2 separate regions of the Gossypium hirsutum genome follow, and region 2 is linked to region 1. Evidence: chromatin contacts called from public Hi-C data. All regions are on one chromosome and are shown on one strand. The core of a region is the stretch at or near the end of the contact, and the rest is flanking DNA. Distances in the headings are between cores, read along the strand shown. Region 1 has its middle 21 kb from the start of LOC121213151. Region 2 holds the start of LOC107893866.

Region 1 (6,625 bases), core at 1,816-4,315:
CAGGTAATGTTTGGCTCGCAACCTGAGCCTGAGCAATGACAATCGCCTCATCCTTTGAATTGGATGAGTTGTTTGACATATAACACATTTTTCTATAACCGAAATGAAGAACTAGAATTTGTAAATAAATTAAAATTCAAAACAGAAGTATAAACCAATCTTAATAAGTTACGATGGTAACCTGTACGCCTTAGATTAAAACTATAACAAATATTTTTTCTTAAGATTGTAAGAAAATATAATGTATTATGTAGTATTAATATGTTAATAACAATGATAATGCAATACAATGCAGTAGTAGTAACATAATAGAATTCTTGTAATTAGACAGAGTTGAAAATTGGAAGAAGAATTTTGTTGAGGCCTGTATGAAGAATTTCCTTAAGACAGATTTGACCTCTAATTGGTGCTTTGAGTAACGTTGGACGTCTGTCTCCCAGGATACAACAACAAACGATTACAGTAGTAGCACAACAACAACAATCAATTAAACACAATCTTGCCTTTCTCTACCACTAGGAGAAATGATTTAGAAAGAATTTTTGATATTGATGGTTTTTGATGATGTGTTTTTGAAATCTCATAACTTGGCTTTATATAGAGGAGACGAATGAATGAAGAGATTTAGACTGATTCATTAAGAGTTTTGTTGAAAAATTAATAGATGTAAGTGAATAGAGACAATGAATGAAAAAAAACTGCAATATTAAACTAATAGATACAACTATTCAAAAGATACAACTGTATGAAAAAAATCCAATATTAAACCAAGAGATACAATTGTTTAACTTGAGCATCAATTTATCATTTATCACTCAACAATTATTTTCCAACAAAAAGTTTGGTTAATTCGGTTAATACTAGTTCGGATCGGTTAATCGATCGGTTAACCGTTTGAACACCCTTACCTATGGCATGCCAACTATATCCAACACAACCCTAGCAACTAATAGGTACCAATGTTCAATTTCATTTTGCAATTCAGCCCACATTAGATCTCATATCATTTTCATAATTACAATATCATTTCATCATCAAATATATATATTTCATATTATATAACATATTTCATTTCAATTTCTATATCATATATCACAATTCTAGTATTTAATGTCATTTTTCATTTTATTTATTTTAGTCCCCTATCCTAATAATCCATACCAAAACTCAACATAACATTTCATATCTTCAAGACATACTCACATTGACATGCTCTCATTCAACTAACATATATACGCAAACAATTAATTCTATCTAGAATTATAAAAAGTACAAACCGTGGTCTCGTGTCACTAGTTGACAACTCTCATTTTTCCTTTCCCTTTCGAAGGTTTCACGTCGATGTTAGTTATGGGTAGTCACACAATATAACACACTATCAATTTCTAATCAATTAACAACCAAATATCAATTCATGCATATTTTGTAATTTATTCAATTTAGCCCCTAAAACTAAGACAAGCATAACTTTCAATCTAAAGCTTCAAATTGAAATTTGATTTCATATTTATTCATTAGGGACCTTATACTTTCTATTCCTACCACAATTTCATAATAGGTTTTCTTTTAATTAAATTTGGTCCCTGATGTAAACAAGCTAACAATTAAGCTTGTTAAGCTGTACAATTTAGTCATTTACATAACCTAAGCTTAATTTCTATCAATTTCACACCTAATTTATCCAATTCTCAACAATGGTAACTTATCAAAATCTCACTAATTGAACAAATTGATATATGGGTTAGCTTAATCAAGCTCTCATGATAAAAAAATCTATAAAAATCAAAGAAAATGGCTAAAAACTTACTTGTAATGTTGACCAAATGTTACTTCGATTTTGAAGCTTTTCTTCTTAACATAACAATGGATGTGGACGGTGGCCTTTGGGAAGAATATGATGAATTTTGTCATCTTTTCCTACTAAGTTTTACTTATATACTTAGATTAATTTTAGTTAATCTTAATTAGTTTACTTAATCATGATTAATTAAACTCTAATCTTTAATTAACCTAAGCTAATGACAGTTAACATCATATCCCACTATCATCCATTTTGAATTGGTCAACTAGCCATTTTAGTCCTTAGGATAATTGCTATTTAAGTCTTCAAGTCTTTCCCTAATTAAAAATCTATAACGATTAATTTTTTACAATTTAATTCATGGGTCTGGCTACCTGGCTCGGTCTGAAGGCCCGCCCGAAATGTGAGAGGGTTTCGGTAAAAATATAGGCCCGAAAAATGGGCTTGGACAAAAAAATAAGGCTCGTTTAAAAAACGGGTCGGGCCTTGGGTAAGGTATTTTTGGCCCGAGCCCGGCCCCGCCCGAATTCACTAAATGACAAAAAAAAACTGCTCTTTTTTTGTTATTGAATGTTATTTTCTTGTTGTTTTCTCCTTATTTTGCTGCCATATTACTATTATGTTGCTACTATTTTGTTGTTATTGTTTGGATATTTTATAAAACTTATTTTATTATTAATTTTGTTATTATTTTAAAGGCATTTGTTAATTTTGTTATTATTTTAGATGTATTATATATATTTAAAAATTATATAAAATAATACAAAAATTAATACGGGCTGGCGGGTCAGGCTTGAGTTTTAGCATTTTTATTTGGGTTGGGCTTGGAAAAAATTTTAAGCCCATTTTTGGGCCCGGCCCAGCCCGAACCCAATGAATGAGCTTAAATTTTTAGTTGAGCCAAGTCCGAACCCGGCCCGACCCAACCCAACCCATGAGCATCTCTAGTCTTAATTAATCACATTTTTAACTAAATTTTTAAACACACATTATTGTAAAAATTTAAATCATTTAAATAAATAGGGTGAATAGGAATAGATTATGTGAGAAAATTTGGTAAAAGCTAAAAATTTTGGGGTTGGCTTGACTAGAATTTTCATAAAGTTTCTATTTAAAAGCATCACATTTTTTCATCTTTGCTGCAAAATATCTAATATCACGACAAGATGGCCTCTAATTAAGATGTCCCCCCCCCCCCTTCTTCTCCTACCCTTTCAACAGCCAAACATGCTTCAACTTCTCCCATGTGACCAAAATCTCCTGTTTTCCCCTCTTCCAACGGTCTTAATTTAATTTGCTCACTCCATCCTCCTTTAACAATTAACCTCCAACGCAATCTTTGATTTTTTTTATTTGCTCAGGAATATCTGGTTTGAAACATGCTATAATCTCCATTAATGGCATCATTATTACTTTTATCAAATGCTTTTGACTGCAAAAAAGATGTTAATGACACCCATTTCACTAACAAACAAGAGAGTTACTACAAATCTAAATAGCACTTCATTTAGCAAAATGGCATCCGTTAATTTCAATAAACACGATATAACTATATTGTTAATTTCCCTCGTTTATAACATGAGAAATTGAGATAATGATCATGATGATGATGAAGAAGCGCCAAATTGAAGATAAGACGACAAAAGCAACACTCTTTCTTTCACTCATTTTTTTTTTCAATATCATAGAAACATTCTTACTCTTTCTGAACTGAAGGGAAAGGTAGTGATTGGTGGAAACTGATAAAGAAAACCAGGAACAATGGCGTCTCTACCTTTCTCTGCAGCCAGTTTTCACTCCACCTTCACTTGTTTTAACTATAAAGCAAGGAACCCAAATTTATTCTTCCTAAAAAAAGGTTCAAGCTTTACTTTATCAAGGAGAAAATTCTTTATTAAAAGTGTTGCCAGTGACCAAAGGCAGGACCTCAAAGAAGAAGGTCAAATCACTGAAGAAGGTTACTTTCACTTTTTAATCACTTAATGCAATTTCATAGTATTTTTCTCTTTATAAACCTATTAGTAGGCAGTGAAGGGAAGGTTTTGAATAGTTTTGTAATGGGGGCTTGAAGGGTTTTGTACCCTAGATTACTTGGTTCAAGAATTCCTAATATATAATGCTAAAGTGGCTTTTAGGGTCCTCTTTTTTATCTTTGTTTTTCACTTCTTTCCACTAATGGATCTCAAAACCCCCTAATATGTTGATCATGGTGTTTTATTGATCTTTTTTTTTGGTCATTTGAATCATTAATGTGATATGTTGATCTGATTTGCAGCTTCTCTAGATACATTTGTTCCAGATTCTGCATCCATTGCATCAAGTATTAAATACCATTCTGAGTACACACCCTCATTTGCGCCGGACCATTTCGAGCTCCCCAAGGCGTTCAAAGCAACAGCCGAAAGCGTCCGAGATTCGCTTATTATAAACTGGAATGCTACATATGCTTACTATGAGAAAATCAATGTGAAGCAAGCATATTATCTTTCTATGGAGTATCTACAGGTTAATTTGGCCATAAATTTGTCCACTTTTTCCTGCTATTGATTTGGTTTTTGGAATCAAATTACTTGGCCAAATGTTTGTTAAATATTCCCAGTCACCATTGATGCAGGGTAGAGCTTTGCTGAATGCCATTGGTAACTTAGAGCTTACAGGAGCCTATGCAGAAGCTTTGAAGAAACTGGGGCACAATGTGGAGGATGTAGCTAGGGAGGTTAGATCCTTCATGATTTTAAAAACACTTATATTTAGCATAATAATGCCCGGAAGGTTGAAAAAAGTAATGAACTTGCTTAAAATGGGAAATTTAATTATCCAAGAAAGACCTGGCAACTGTAATCAGTAAAGGGAAACAAAACCTTTACATGTTTTACTTAATGGTGAATTCCTTTCAAGGAAATTCTTTATGCTTTGCACATTTTTGCTTTATTCGAGTTACTGAAGATTTCTGTTTCTTGCTGACCAGGAACCAGATGCTGCACTTGGCAATGGTGGCTTAGGACGTTTAGCTTCCTGCTTTTTGGACTCCTTAGCAACATTAAATTACCCTGCTTGGGGATATGGACTTAGATACAAATATGGATTGTTTAAACAGTATATTACAAAAGATGGTCAGGAGGAAGTCGCAGAAAATTGGCTTGAGGTATCTTTTTATTACAAGATTATATTAAAGTTATGTGTCCAACACGAATATTCTCAAAATTTTCTATATATTTGGAGCATCATATCCCATTATCGGTCTGAATATGTGTTGGACAAGGTACTTCAGGCATTTCATAAGAGTCTAGTTAGGACATTTTCTTGTTTTCTTAATTATTATTTATTGCTTATCAATGCAGATGGGAAATCCATGGGAAATTGCGAGAAATGATGTGTCATACCCTGTAAAATTTTATGGTGAAGTCATTTCAGGCCCTGAAGGAATCAAAGAATGGGTTGGAGGAGAAGATATAACCGCTGTTGCTTATGATGTCCCTATACCGGGATATAAAACTAAAACTACAATTAACCTCTGACTATGGTCTACTAAAATTGCACCAGAAAAGTTTGATTTAAGTGCTTTCAACGCTGGAGATCATGCCAAAGCTTATTCAGCAATGAAGAATGCAGAAAAGGTTTGAATTCACACTCATTCATTCCTTCATGCTTTTGATGCACTTCAAAGCCAAGAAGTTCTTGTAGTCTTGGGAGAAACAGGACAATGATATTGTGTGATGACCGAGATTTGGAACTCTGGCTTGCATACTGCCTGTACTGTATTGAGATTCGGTTGTCACCTTGAGTATGCTTACATCAACGGAATTGTCTTCTTTAGACACCAGCAAGCCCTTTAAGCTTTCTCACTTGAAGGTGCACCTTCCTTTTAAGGAGAGGTCCTTAGGTGGAATCAAGGGAGGGTAACAAAGCTTTGAGCGCCTGCAGGATTCAAAGAGGACAATAATTTTGATGTAGGCATATATGAGCTGACAGCCAAATTCCAATAAGTACGATGATATGGTGGAGATGTCCAAATTCCAGTCGTTACATGTTGAATTTGAGTGCTTTGAATCACATATTCAATCTGCCTTCTGAAAACATGTTTACACTACTGAAAGTAGTCTGGGATTTTCTTCATAATTGATCCATTCATTGTTACAAATAGTCATTCTATCTCTCACATAATGCTATAATCTCTTTTAACGACCAGATTTGCTACATATTATACCCTGGTGATGAGTCACTGGAGGGGAAGACTCTTCGACTGAAGCAGCAATATACATTATGCTCAGCTTCTCTCCAGGACATTATTGCACGCTACGAAAGAAGATCAGGAGAGTTTTTGAATTGGGAAATTTTCCCTGAAAAGGTTGCAGTTCAAATGAATGATACTCACCCAACACTCTGCATTCCAGAGCTGATACGAATATTGATTGATGTCAAGGGTTTGAGCTGGGAACAAGCCTGGAATATCACCCAAAGGTAATTACTCTCTTTGACTTACATATCATAAATCTTTGTAGTTATTGACTTACATCCTTGCAAACAAATGAAATATAAGCTGCGGTACTAAGCTGGCTTCTAGTTGTAGTAGATTGTAGTTATATTAATGGTGACCTTTCCACCAGAACTGTTGCATACACAAAAACCATACGGTTCTACCTGAGGCTCTGGAGAAATGGAGTCTGGAGCTGATGGAGAAACTGCTTCCTCGACATGTTGAGATCATTAAAATGATTGATGAGGAGGTAGCTTTATAAGCAATCTTGTGAAATTCTCCTCCTTTTTTTTGAGATCATATATTCTTTTTCGTATAATCTAACATCTGTTTGTGTTCTGTGTATA
Region 2 (6,625 bases), core at 3,048-5,547, 400 kb before region 1:
GAATGACTGAGCATTAGATGCATGAGTTAGATTTGTGAGCACCTGATATTCGATATTTTTGTGATTCTTCTCATTGTCCAGATCAGAAATTGCTTGGAGAGAAGCAAAGTATGCTCAAATATATGAGTACCTTCGGGAGGAGTATGAGGTGACACAACGCTTTGGGAATCTAGATTTCAAGCTAAAATTTGTAGAGGTAACCATGTGTTACGATAACACTCATAGTAATTCAGTTCCAGTTGAATTTCAAAGAGAATATTTTTCATACTAAGAAATGATGGGTTATAAGTTATAGGCATATAGATAAAGAAACTTGATTGTTCACCAGGAAACAAAATGTATCAGTATGACTGAGAAAACAACTGAATTTTCTTTGGATTCAAAGTTAGATAAACCGAAATATTTAAGGGTTTAGATGCTGAATTATAATATATTCTTAATAATAAAAAAAGTAAGGAATTATAATTTATTCAATAGGCTGAAGTGCTCAAAGGAACGGCTCCCTCACAACTATCAGTCTAGAGCTTTGTGTGACCTCGAAGCTTTTGTTTTCATAATAATTTTTCATATATTAAAGTTTTGGAACTGATTGCCACTGTGATTTAGCGGTTATTGCATTACATGTGATAGTCTTGTGTGGTGAAATGATGGTGCATTTTCTTCCCTATATGTAACAATCTTTAGGAGTCTAAACTGAAGCTTTTTATTTTGTTTATTGCAGCACAATATTCATTTCCTTCAGGAAGTTATCCAAAATAGACGGTCGGATCTCTTGGAATGGTGTATCATTTTCTTGTTGGCTATCGAGAATATAATAGCAATATACGAGATTGTCCTCGAATCAACCGGAGTTTCTTTTTGATTTTGTGAGGTATGGGCAAATTTATCATAGTAGCAAAAGATCAAACGTTGAATTCATATTTAACATGTATTCTTTCTCCGCTAATTTGGCACATCAATCATTTAAAATAAATTCATTTATCAGTAGGCAATAGGCAACCAAGTTTTTATGTATCAGAAATCAAAGCTTATAGCTATTGAATTATTGAAGCCATAGCAGCTTTTACTGGCAATGGGGACATCCGTGGTGAAAACCCTTTCCATGTATCCGTTTTAGGTCTTCAAATATGAGAAACAGAAAGGTCAAATTATGATTTTGGTCCCTATACTATGCTAAAATTTGAGATTAATGTCATTAAAATGCTTAAATGTGTTTTCTTTTTGGGATAAATTAACATTTTGGTTTCTGAATTTGGTAACTTTTTCTAACTTCGTCCTTAAATTTTGGTTCGCCTTAGATTCGGAATTTCATAGGTTTTTTTTAATTAGGTCTTTGAAGTTGGATTTTGTTGAGGTATAATGATGTGGCACTTTGAAATTTTTAAAAAAAATTATAGAAAATCTTATAATGAATTTTTAAATTTTTTTTTTAAATTTTGAGTGACATGTTATAATCTTAATAGTGTTATGTAATCATACTATAATGTAATTAAGTTCAAGGGCTAAATTGAAAAAAACTTGTCAAATTCTAAGATTGATGTGGACTAAAAAGAGTTCAAGGATTAAGGTATTAAAAAAAAAACAACCAAGTTTAGAGGCTAAATATTACTATATTTTTTTAAAGAAGAATCCATGTTAACTCAAATTATGTCAGATTAAAGAAACTAAATCATAGTAAAAGGACTATAACTATAATTTGAGCAGTTAGAAATAACAGCCAACTTGTTTGAGCAGGGACTAGATGAATGAAATTGGTTTCGTTTTAAGCAAAATGAAAAAGGAGTCCTTTGAAACATTACTGGTAAACCATCCAAAGCTATTTAAGCAGTAAACCCAAAATTATAAATATAATAGTTGTGCCTATACCCCCTCCAAATAAATAAGCAGTGATGAATAATATGTGCTCAAAATTCTTCAACTCTAACAGCATCCCTGGGTGTTTCATAAGCATCTTTTGGCCTTGACTTCTTAACTCCAGCAGTAAACCACACCTTGTCTGATTTATAGCCTTCAACTGCCACACTTGTCACTTTAACCCAAACTAGGACCTTTGTCTTCATTCCCTCGATGCCTGTCAGCTTTCCCCGAAGGAGAATCCCCTTCACACGCGTTGCGTATCTTATGACCGAGGAATCCTTGAAGCTGACCTCACACGGAGAGGACATGTAAACAATCAGCTTCGCCTTGGTTTCATCAAATTCGTAACAGATAACATTCTGGGGAAAGAGGCCTGGCGGTAAGTTGTACTCTCGAAGGAGATCCGGCAAGCTTTTCGTTGGCTTTCCTGTAGGAAAGAACTAGTTATTTCGTGCAATATATTCAGGAAAGCAAGCAGAACAAAGTCATGCATAATATTGTTCTTGAACGAAATATTCAATCAATAACACATCATGCAAAAGAAAGACCACTGATAGAAATTTCTTTTTCATATCGAAGAACAAGGAGCTGAAGCAAGCCAGAGGAGGATTTTAACCACAAACTGAACATCACAAGAGTGGAGATAATGCAACTATTTGATAGTTGACTATCACACTAGATTTGTTCATATTTCTCATATCAGTGTTCATGAAAGGGTTAGGAACTGAAAATTTCAAGATATGGTGATTTTCGACGGCAAACCCTTTCTTTTTTTTCCTTATAATAGCTGAACGGGAGGGAAGGACTCATGCTTGGAGTCTCCTTTAATGAAGCAAGGTAGGAGCCAGAAATATTAGGCATTGCAAAGCATTTGAAGACCACAAAAAAGTAAGTATCTGCCACTCTCCTTAACTGAAAAATACGCACTTACTCGCTACTCAGTCTATGCTTCGTCACGCTGACTGATACAATCAAAAAATGAGTACGCATATAAAATAATTCTTTACCTTTCAGTTTGTTGAAAACCCATTTTGCCTTCTCTTCAACGGTGTTTGAGAAAGTCTGCAGAAATTAACATTTCAGAGAAACTGAAAGGTAAAGGAGCATGAACTATAAATATACAAATGGACATTCGAAATCATGTTTCAATGTCTATTAGCATTAGTACTCTTCTTTAAAAGTTCAACTCAGTGATGGCTTTTCCCAACTATATACTGATAAGATAAAACTAATTTAAACATCAGGTCTAAGGTGGTCTTTTGGTACTAGATAACTACAGTAATGCTAATGCAATGAAAGGACGATACTTAAAAACATCCATTGTTGAACCAAACCTTTGTCCTAAAACTCTAGAATAAATTTGAAATGTTTCCACATGTCTAAGACAAACATATATGATAATTTGAAATCAGGGGGAATCCCACACAGAAGTACAAGAAATTGAGCAAAAATCAAATCACTTGCAATACTATCTTCCAAGACAAAATGCAATCTTTATCATCTGAAATGAAGAAATGAATGTCCTACACATAAATCTTATCACAAAAATACATTTTCATCTCAGCCAAACATTTTATTTTTTTACAAATATGTTTATGTTTTGTTCATAACCCCATCTCTGAAATCAGTACTTTTTTGCTTAAAAGTAAAACCCCACAGATCTTGCATTACCTAACAATTCCATTTACTATCAAAAGGTTATCCTTATATCAACCCACATTATAAAATCCATAAACCAAAATACTAATACAAAGAAGAAAAAAGCCAAAAAAAAAAACCCAAAAAAGAAGAGAACTTTACTTACAGTCAGATCTTCAGTGATGTTTGAGAACTCTTCCTTAGCTTTCTTTGAGATCCATAACCCACCAACTTTCAAGCTCCCAACTTTAGTTAATGCTTTCTCCATTTTCTCCTTGTCTCTGCCTCTCACCAAAAGAGCAAAGCTTTCCCTCTTTTGCTCAGTGAGTTAAAAGAAAGAAAAGCTAAAGATGAAGGAACAAATCCCAAAAGCAACAGACAAATATTCACATGCTAGCTGTACATTGAAGAAGATGAAACAAAAAAGCGGCTGTCTTGTGGGTTGGGATTCTCGACCATTTAAATTTTTGTCAAGGGTGTTTATGTCATTTGAAAAATGACGGTGACAGTGCTATTCTGTTGTCTTTTTCCAGATTTTCTGCTATTTGAAAATTTTTCTGTTAATTTGTACCAATTATCCCATTTTTTTTAAAAAGATATTTTTTCTATTTCTGGAGATAATCTATTGAAAATTACAGAACTGTCCTTAAATGAATTTATTTTGTGGAACACGAAGACTTCAAAGTCACTACTTCAGTCACTTCTCAGCAGCTAAGAAGGTTGAAAATTGGAAAGGAAAAAGGAAAGATGACATTGTGATTGACAGAAGATTATAAAAGTTTTCCAATTTTACTCTTTTTTATGTGCAAGAAGCTTAATAATTGTGCTCTAATATTATAATATAATTAAGCTATGATTAAAACATGAGAGCTGCACATGGTAGGATCAAGATTCATTCATTTTCCAGCTCAAAAGTTGACAATGACAACCATTGTTTTAGAAGAAAGTTTTAAACACTACGTAAATCAAACTAAAATGAGTTTACAAAAAAGAGAAGCTGCCCTTCCTGAACTCAAATGAATGTATTACTAACACAAGCTTGAAGCTCACATTGCTGTTAGATGATCACATAGGAGGGACGAGTTCTTTTTCCGTATTCGAACCCTTTGCCTTCTTGATGAAGAACATTACTGGGTATTTGGAAAGTTGTGCTATAAATTAGAAAACTGAAATTCTGTAGTTTAACATGTAAAAGGTAGTGATGTTCATACACCCTTTGGTTTCCCCTTCCCTTGGTCAGTTGTGAGGGAAACTTTACATTAGTCCAACCGTCGCAACAAGTATTCAACTTGAACTTCCTTTGTTAAGGGCATGATCCAATCTCCGTAGAGATCAGCTACTAAACTTGGCTCGATTTTGTACACAGGATCTGGAACTGCTGCAACACCATTCAGTTGAAAGTTTAGCTCTTGACCATATGTTTTCGTTTTCATATCTACTCTCTTTTTCACTGCTGTTTCCACTGTTTCGTATGTTAGCAACTCCATCAATCGAGACCGGTCCTGTTAGGTGATGTTCCGAAGGCAAAGAGGAAAGGAAGGAAATCTGTTAATTATGAATATGAAGCAGCCTAAACAAAAAGGATGAAGTAGGATAAATGTGAAAGGAACTTCACTTTTGCTCTAATGGCATCCTCATAAGTTTTAGGTGATTCTCGAAATTTCGCCTCTGCTACAAATTTTCCATAGTGAATTCTTTTTGAAAGTGCCTGTAAGGGGAAAAGTTGAAAAATAACCAAGGTTTCCAAAACAAAATTCCTTTAACATGTAAAGATAAATAGAAGCCTCCCTGGGAGGAAATAAAAGGGGCTAAAATTATAATAGGAACAAAGTAAACAAAGGAGACTTATGATGAAAACTAAAGGAAATTCTAAACTATTCCACCCTCCCTAAGAGGAAAGAGAAAGGAGGTTACAATAAAATATCCCATCTTCTCTACTGTTTGAATGTTATCGATGAACAATGATTCACGATTTAAATCCAGATAAGAGCAGCTAAGAATTGATGAAAGGAACAATAGCTTATAAGGCATACCTGCAAGCACATTGTATCGCATACAGCAGTAGACCCACAATTACCATCATCTCCAGCTTTTACCAATCTTGGTAGAAGCTCTGCAAAATACATATTCCAAACCTTATTGTTTATGTTAATTGAAGCAGCACAGTGATGCAAAACCTAGTATCAAACAAAAGAAATGCCCAATGGTTAACGGATATGTCCTGCAACACAACCTTGACAGTCAATAAGGTATCAAGATATTTAAAAGATCCAATGGCAGCTCAGTATGTTGAATCAGTTAAGATTTTTAATGTAGGACTAGTTTAATAGTGTAATTCAAGCTTAGGCAAAAGTTATGAATGGAAATACTCATCAAAGTGATGATATCAGTCGAGGATTTAGTGAGGCACGATATGCTGGCATTAGGTGATGAAACATTGAACTGAAACAAAAACATTACTTCTCATCAAGTTCTAAACTATGATGCACAATTAACAGTGTATACAGAGCAGAATTTCCTGTATAATTAGCATGCTCATGGGAAACATGTGTTGCTGATTTTGCTAGATAAAATGTTTGATGCACAATACTATATCGTTGGCCGTAGTTTACCAAATCCATAATGCTAACTTTTATGAAGCGTTTACTTCTTATGAACCAAATTGTGAATTCCAGTAACCCAGTCATGTTAAAATAAATTACAGCATATTGTAAATGCAAGGCTGGTTATGTAACGGCTTGCAAAACTTAGTAGGATCACAAGAGATGGGAAGTGCAAGGATGAAATATAAGTGTTAACCGGAACCTATCAAACTAAAGTTTTAGGTCATATGGTTGACTATCATGGAATATCAAACTTTGGCATTTGTTTATTGTTTTACATAACTTTAAGCATACCCACAGCTTAAGAGTAGATCATTGATGAAAAAGAAACAAGAGTCGCTTCCAATTAATTATATGTTAAATATTAGTGTTAACATGAACCTATCAAACTAAAGTTTCAAGTCATATGGTTGGCTATCATGGAAAATCAAACTTTGGCTTTTTTTCTTTTGTTGTTTTACATACTTTAAGCATGCCCACACCTTAAAAGTAGGACCATGAAGCCTAAATATTATAAAGTAGGATCA

The links. Hi-C and Micro-C count contacts between places; a contact is called where the count stands out from the background.
Region 2: a Hi-C map of leaf shows a contact between it and region 1, with 2.1 times the contacts expected there. The contact joins the promoter of LOC107893866 here to the enhancer-like site in region 1. A contact is called at or near these places in 3 of 34 Hi-C or Micro-C datasets (all in leaf).

Annotation. Positions count from the first base shown.
Region 1 is chrA13:32,406,806-32,413,430 of Gossypium_hirsutum_v2.1, reverse strand. It overlaps the pseudogene LOC107920674. Among protein-coding and RNA genes, the nearest start is that of LOC121213151, 21 kb to the right of the region's middle. Within about 2 kb of position 3,065, at least 6 of the 9 cell types and tissues checked have an H3K27ac peak or open chromatin away from gene starts, as enhancers often do. A contact at or near this core is called in leaf, where this site is marked.
Region 2 is chrA13:32,810,888-32,817,512 of Gossypium_hirsutum_v2.1, reverse strand. It overlaps LOC107893866, which reads right to left and starts at 4,297. Exons shown (of 3, transcript XM_016819007.2): 1 at 3,662-4,297; 2 at 2,865-2,919; 3 at 1,743-2,284. The coding sequence starts at 3,763. The coding sequence ends at 1,905. It overlaps LOC107893865 (chorismate mutase 3, chloroplastic), which reads right to left. Exons shown (of 6, transcript XM_016819006.2): 4 at 5,529-5,672; 5 at 5,111-5,203; 6 at 4,376-4,997. The coding sequence ends at 4,755. It overlaps LOC107893864 (protein RETARDED ROOT GROWTH, mitochondrial), which reads left to right. Exons shown (of 7, transcript XM_016819004.2): 6 at 82-196; 7 at 722-1,073. The coding sequence ends at 862.